Linked DNA regions of Ovis aries: region 2 is linked to region 1. A link is a contact called in public Hi-C data. All regions are on one chromosome and are shown on one strand. The core of a region is the stretch at or near the end of the contact, and the rest is flanking DNA. Distances in the headings are between cores, read along the strand shown. Region 1 overlaps ZFYVE21 (zinc finger FYVE-type containing 21). Region 2 has its middle 12 kb from the start of TDRD9.

Region 1 (3,382 bases), core at 296-2,795:
TCTGGGTCCAGTCAGCTGCTCAGGCCGCAGAGCTGGGCCCCAGCCTGGGCTGGCGTCTCCTTTCGGTGTAGCTGGTCTCAGACCAGGTATGAATTCTTGACTCATGTCTTCATCCGCTACTCTTATTCATTTAACTTTATTTTCATGTCAAATCATTCTCTTCATAATTTTAAAAGCTTCTTTTCTCTTATATAATCCGTAGGAAAATTACCTTATTTAAAAATCTGTTTTCTGAATAACCTCATTGGTTTATTTAGACTAATACAAAATGTCTAGCTCACTAATATTTTTCAGGGAGTGTATTTTACCTTCTGCTGTGGTCTTAGTTTAGAACTTGCTCTCTCAGTTGCTCAGACATGAGCCTCCTGGCAAGGGGGGAGCAGGGTCAGCCTCCACGACTGCACCCTCATCCCGCGGACTCTGCGGCGGGCGGATGTGTGAGGTCATGGGAGAGTGTGGCACACAGAGGCCCTGCCCCAGGTGGAGGCCTGAGTGCCAAACACAGAAGGTTCCAGAAGTGACGGGGAGAGGCAGTGGCGGGGCTGGTGGGGGCAGCAGCCCTGGGATTCGCCAGCTCGTGCCCGAGGTGGGCACTCTGCGGGTGATTCTGGAGGGCCAGGCCCTGTGTCCCGGGAAAGCCGCTGAAGAACAAAGAGAAAACAAGAAAACATCACGGGATCACGTAAAGCTTAGTCGGGCGCTCAGCGCAGGGTCCTGGCAGCCTGTGGCAGGGGGCATCTGCAGACTGGCCTTGCCTACCACCCACCCCTGGAGAAGGCCGACTGGGAATGGTGGGCCGGCGGCCCTGAGTTGGGTCTGGGGGGAGGGGTGCGGGTGTCACGGTCAAGCCCTGTCTTGGGAGCAGGAGCAGAGCCCGCCTGGGTTCTGGCTGCCCCGAGTGAAGCCGGCAGAGGACGGCAGGGTTGGTCCTGCTGGCCAGGACCCACGGGGGGCGGGTTAGGCGAGGGTCACACGGTCAGGGCGCCTGGCCCCCTGCCCGGTGGCGGCATTTCCCGTCCCCCATCTTTGGAGTGAGCGGCTTTCCCACTGCAGAGGCCGGGCCTTGCCACGTGGGGGCAGCCCGTCCCCACTGCCAGGCGACCCGTCTGGGCGCTCCTGTGGTTGTGGCTGGGTGACGACGTGGCCGTCTCCAGGCCGGTCCCGGGAGCACTGTCCCCAGGCTCCCCTCCCGAGCCCTGGGCGGCTGGGCCTGGCACCACCTCCGCCGGCTGGCCGCCGCGCCGCTGCGGTGTCTCCTGGCCGGCCCTGGGTGCGGGCGGCCGGCCGGGCCGCGCGGCCTGACCCCTGTCCCCTTGTCTCCTAGTGCCCGAGATGCATGCAGTGTGACACCAAGTTTGACTTTCTCACCAGGAAGGTGAGCTGGGCGGGGCAGGAGGGCGGCCCCGGTGCGGTGTGTGGGGGGGTCCCTGGAGGCGTTGCGGCGGCCGCTGGTGCCCGCGGTCTGTCTGCGGGGTGCTCACGCCGGTGCCCGCGTCCCCAGCACCACTGCCGCCGGTGCGGGAAGTGCTTCTGCGACAAGTGCTGCGGCCAGAAGGTGGCGCTGCGGCGCATGTGCTTCGTGGACCCGGTGCGGCAGTGCGCCGGGTGCGCGCCGGTGTCGCGGCGCGAGGCCGACTTCTACGACCGGCAGCTCAAGCTGCTGCTGAGCGGTGAGCGCCGGGCGGGCGGGGTCGGTGGGTGGGACTCCGCCGGGTGTGGTCCCAGCCGCCTCGGGGCTCCGGGCGGGCGGAGCCCCCAGGACCTGGCAGCCCTCTCCCCGACCCCCCGCCCGCAGGCCCGCCTGGCAGCAGCGGGCCGGGCTGCCCTGGGGGTTCCCTGGGGGCGGGTCTGCGCCCTGCGATCCGGGCCTGGGGGAGCCCCAGGCGGCGCTTCTGGCCTCCGGCGTTGCACCCCGACCCCGTCACACCCTTCCCGCCGCCGCCTCGCTCCTTTCTGTCCTCTGCGCGTGTCCCTGGCCTGGAGAGGGCGGCGCGGGAGCTGCCGCGTGCTCACGTCTGGTCCCCTCCGCAGGCGCCACCTTCCTCGTGACTTTCGGTAACTCCGAGAAGCCGGACACGATGGTCTGCCGTCTTTCCAGCAACCAGAGGTGAGGGCGGGCGCTTCCGCCTGGCACTGGGCGCCCGGAGCCTCGGAGGGCCGTGGCACGGACGCCTCTGTCTGTTGCAGGTTCCTGCTTCTGGACGGGGACGGGGACGATCACCGCGAGGTGGAGGTGGCGCGCATCGCCGCCGTGCAGATGCTCACGGAGGGCCTCCCTCCCGGAGGTAGGCGCCGCGGGCCCGGGGGCTCCGGGGCTCCGCTCGCGGGCGTGTGAGGCCGAGAGGAGGTTCCCTGGACGTGCGCTCCGCGCTCTTCCGTCCCGTCCCTCGTGGCTGGCATCACCTGGCTCCCCAGGGCCTGCAGTGGGGCTCCCATCGCCGCCGCCCCCCAGGGTCTGCGGAGACGGGCCTCCTCGGGGAGCTCGGCCCGGCCCGGCCCTCTGCCCTGAACCCCACTCCTGGGCCTCGGGTCCGAGCGCGGAGGCTGACCCGAGCCCTCTCTCTGATTTCTGACCGGCCTTGCTGTCCTCTTCTGCCTGCCTGCCGGACGTAGACAGTCTCTCTCACACCAGCCTCCCCGCCAGCCGGCCCGCCGCCGAAGGTCAGCGTGTCTGCGGGGCGGGGAGGGGGGCTCCCCGTGACACACTCGGGCCTGAGGCGGCCAAACCGTGAAGCCGTCTGTCCCTGGGCTCGGCCGTCCTCTCCTGAGGGGGAGCCCTGCTCCGCGGCCAGTGTCCGCCGGGCCCGGCCTGGGGAGGAACGGGAGCGGGTGGCGGCCGCTTGGGGGGCGGGCTTCCCCGGGGCCGGGGCCGGGGCTGCTGGCGCCGCGCCCCCTTGTGGCGGCTCCGGGGGCGCAGGGAGCCCTGCTCTGCCCGGTTTCCTGGAACCGGTCAGTCCGTGCCCAGAACCGTGTTCCGGAGCGGAGGTGCGCGGGGCGGGGGAGGGCAGGGAGGGTCCCCGCGCCTGCGCTGTCCGCAGCAGGGTCGCCCATTTTCTGTCCAGGGTCGGGCTGAACGTCGATTCAGCCCTGCCGGCTACAGGCTCTCAAAATTCAACAGTCCCAGGAATCGGGAAAGCCCCCTTCCAGGAGCAGGTGGTGGGCAGAAGGCAGGGGGCTGCCCCAGAGCGGGGGTGGGGGTGAGGGTGGCGCCCCTTCAGAGAGCCCAGGCCGGGGTAAGCCGGCTGACACAGCTGGGACCGCGGCTTGTGAAAGCCTTGGAGGCATGGCACTTCGGGCTGGGTTCTGAGCTGCGGGGACTGGCGTCAGGCGGTCCCCCAAAGACAGCCGTCCAGGAGCTCGTGTCCTGCGGTGGCCTGGCTCC
Region 2 (3,495 bases), core at 468-2,967, 130 kb after region 1:
GGTCAGCGTGCCTATTAAGGAGCATGCCAGTGATTCCTACTCCCTCGAGAAAAGTGTTGGAGCCAGGCTAGCAGTCAGCTGAAGGTCGTGCTGTCTTTGTTCTTAAGAATCAGTAGGTTCTCTGCTGTTTGCCAGATTCTTCTCTTGGGGGATCTGCTAGCATAACCTTAAGCCTAATCCTAGTCAGGGTTTCTTGGAACTTCCCAGCCTAGGAATCGAATCAGGGTCTCCTGCATTGCACGTAGATTCTTTACCAGCTGAGCTACCTGGGAATTCCTACATGTCCTGTTTAGTTTTGAATCTTAAACCTCTTAAAATTTCAAACATTGGTCATGATTATTCTTTTTACTTTTGATGGGATTTAATTTGCTACAATTTTGTCGGAAGACTTCGGCATCTACATTCAAGCGGGAACACTGGTCTGCAGTTTTTAACGTCTCTCTGCTTCTCATCCCTTGAGAGCAGCTGGTGCTGATCTCACAGAATGAGCGGGGAGTGCTTCCCCCTGTTCTGTTAAGCAAGAATTTGTGTACAATTGGTTATTACATCATTCTTCAAAATTTGGTGTGACTCACCAGGGATGCCATCTGAGCCTGGAGTTTCCAGAGTTTTCAGCTACAGATTAAACTTCTTTAAGAGAGAGAGTGCTAAAAAAAAAAAAAGAGAGAGAGAGTGCTATTCATATTCCCATTTCTTCTGGAGTGAGCTTTAGTGGTTTGTATCTTACAAGGAACTTGTCTACTTCATGCACCCTGTAGAATCTTCTGGTCTTTTGTGATGTTCCCTTGCTTGCTTATCGGCTAGGCTGGGTCTTCGTTGCTGTGCGTGGGGTCCCTGGAGTTGTGGCCGAGTGGGGCTGCTTTTGTTGGGATGCTGGGCTGTTCGCTGTGCTGGCTTCAGCAGTTGCGGCGCGGGCTCTAGGGCACAGGCCCCGCTGTGGCGTCCCAAGGGCTCCATTGCCCAGCAGCGCACAGGACCTTCCTGGGCCAGGGGTGGCTCCTATCCACTGGGCCACCAGGGAAGTCCTCATCCCTTCAGGGTCTTAGAATCTATAGTAACGGCATCTCCCTCTTTCTTGACACTATTTCTTTTTTCTCTTCACCAGTCCACCTAAACGGTTTGTCCATTTTATCTTCTCAAAGTACAAGCTTTTGCTTTCATTGAGTGCCTGATGCTAACACCTGGTCCTCCATGAGATACCAGGTGGAAAGAGGTTGAGTTAGCGCCCTTCACATAATCTGGAATTTAGGATCAGTCACCTTACAGCTGCTTTACAGCTTGACTGGGGTGCAGGTACCCCTGCGATATACAATGACAGGAGACATGTGCCTCCTCCCAGAAGCTTCTTTGAGGCTGAAACACATTGTTCAAAGGTAGCCCTTTAGATGCTGGAGCTGTGTTCTCCCCCACCTGTCTCAGGATCCCCCCTCCCCCCCAACCGGTTCAGGGTGAGGAGCAGAGTACTAGGCCAGGACGGGCGGCAGGCAGACTTCAGGGTAAAGGGCCCCCTTGTGGCACCGTCTGAAAAAGAAACTGGCTGCTCTCGCTCCCAGCTGGCTCCAGGCCTCTCTGGTCGGCACCTCCTGAGGGCTGCTCTGAACGCGCCCCTCCCCGGTGGAGGGCCCCTCCCCGCCCCCAGCACCGCCCCCGGCCGGCCCAGCTCCGTGCTCAGCGCCCACAGGAAGCCTGGCGATGCCGGGCTGGCAGCGAACACCAGCTCCCCCTACAGGCTGCCATGGGCGAAACAGCAAGAGGGCAACACAAGCGCTTCCCTCGGCCACCTACCCCACTCAGGAGGCAGGGCCAGGAAACCAGCCGGCGGCACTTCCCTGCTGGTCCAGCGGGTAGACTGCACCTTCCGATGCAGGGGCTGAGGGTTCAATTCCTGGTCACTGTAACGAACTCAGGAAGTAAACAGAACAGAGACCGGCTGGTGTACCCCGGGGTGGGCCGCTCCTCTGCACAGCACTCACGAGCCACAGGGCCCGCTCCCACGGTCCCAGCAGCCCCTCGCCTCATTTTCTGCACAGGCCCTAGGTGAGCAGCGAGCATCTGTTGCAGACTGCTCCCCCATGACTGTCACCACGGGGACCGGCTCGCGGCAGAGGGGGCCTGCCCCCAGGGTCCCCACAGCAACACCTCTGCGGACGCCAGGGCCTGTTCCCGGGCCTCACCTTCTCCTTCTCCGGACAGAGCTCGGCTTCTCGGAGTCCAAGTCCTGGTCCCAGCCCTGGCTACCCAACCCCTGGCACATCACTGCCCATCTCTCAGCCTCAGGCTCCTCTGTAACACGGGACTACAGCCCCACCTTGCTCGGGTCTCAGGACTGACTGTGCTCACGGGCAGCACCGTGGGAACGTGGGTGAACACTGGTGGACTGGGCCTTAGGGGCTCTGGGTGGGTGCGTTTTTTGTATGATCCGCAGTTCTCAAAGTGTGGTCCTGGGAACCTGTGAGAAACACAAGTTCTCAGGCTTCTTCTTACATTGAAGGAAGCTGGAAATGCTGGGCCTGCTCATCCCTGCTGACAGCCCTCCAGGGGATGCCATCTCGGAACAGATGGCCCAGATGAGCAAATTTTAAAATGAGGTCCTTCTGAACTGCAGAGCTGACTCATCCTCTGGAGGCAGTTATCGGAGAAAATGCTATTCTGGCAAGAGAATGGAACCCTGCACCCAGCTTCAACGCCAAGGCCCTCTGGGACTGTACAACACTTTCACGCCAGTGCCCTGTCAGAGCCAGCAAGGCTGAAAAGTGGGTTTTATCCCCGTTTTACAACAGAAACCAAGGCTCAGAGACCCCATTTGGAAGCGGCAGCCGTTTCTCAGGCACCATCCATGGGCCTGAGTTGACACCAGTGCTGGAGAACCAATGACAAGCAGGGACGGCCACTGCCCTTCGGAGAAGGGAAGGCGCCCGGAGACCAGCCCGAGCCCCGGGCCCCAGTCTACTCCACAGGGAGACACGGCCACCGCACTGCTACCCTGCGCCGACTGCGGCAGGACCTACTTTTTGAATGCAACTCTAGGGGTATTGGTAACTGTCTTAGACGGAGAAAAACACCATGCAGCGTTCATTTGTATCAGTCAAGCTAAAAGAGATTTTTTTTATTATGTATCTTGCCTTATAAGTGACTTCTGGACAAAACCTTCTCCTGGTGGAATGAGTCTCTCATTCCACCTAGTATGTGATTTAACACTGCCTTACCTCTAAAGCCTTTTATAGTTTGAATAACACACGCTTTCCCACACCTCCTCTTCCTGAGCTCCACAGTAACCCTGTTAGAACTTCCCTGTTCATTTTCCAGATGAGAAAAGGGAGCCTTAGGGAGGTCACAGTCCTAAGCGGCAGAATCATCTGTTTAGCAAACATTTACAGACCATGGGAGCGTGAGTGCCTAGATGTGACCCCCGACTCCTGCGCTAACTGGGATGCATACTCCTCAGCCCCTCAGGGCCCCTGAGGATGGCTGCACCTGTCGCGCAGACCTGCTCGG

What was found. A called contact is a pair of places that touch in the nucleus more often than the background predicts.
Region 2: a Hi-C map of hypothalamus shows a contact between it and region 1, with 2.3 times the contacts expected there. The contact joins two enhancer-like sites. A contact is called at or near these places in 4 of 16 Hi-C or Micro-C datasets (blood, hypothalamus, muscle and 1 more).

Annotation. Positions count from the first base shown.
Region 1 is chr18:66,053,611-66,056,992 of ARS-UI_Ramb_v3.0, forward strand. ZFYVE21 (zinc finger FYVE-type containing 21) reads left to right here. Exons shown (of 7, transcript XM_027957458.3): 2 at 1,325-1,375; 3 at 1,502-1,670; 4 at 2,032-2,107; 5 at 2,188-2,285. Among named protein-coding and RNA genes, the nearest start is that of ZFYVE21, 7.5 kb to the left of the region's middle. Within about 2 kb of position 1,546, at least 11 of the 54 cell types and tissues checked have an H3K27ac peak or open chromatin away from gene starts, as enhancers often do.
Region 2 is chr18:66,187,379-66,190,873 of ARS-UI_Ramb_v3.0, forward strand. No RefSeq gene overlaps it. Among named protein-coding and RNA genes, the nearest start is that of TDRD9, 12 kb to the right of the region's middle. Within about 2 kb of position 1,718, at least 15 of the 54 cell types and tissues checked have an H3K27ac peak or open chromatin away from gene starts, as enhancers often do.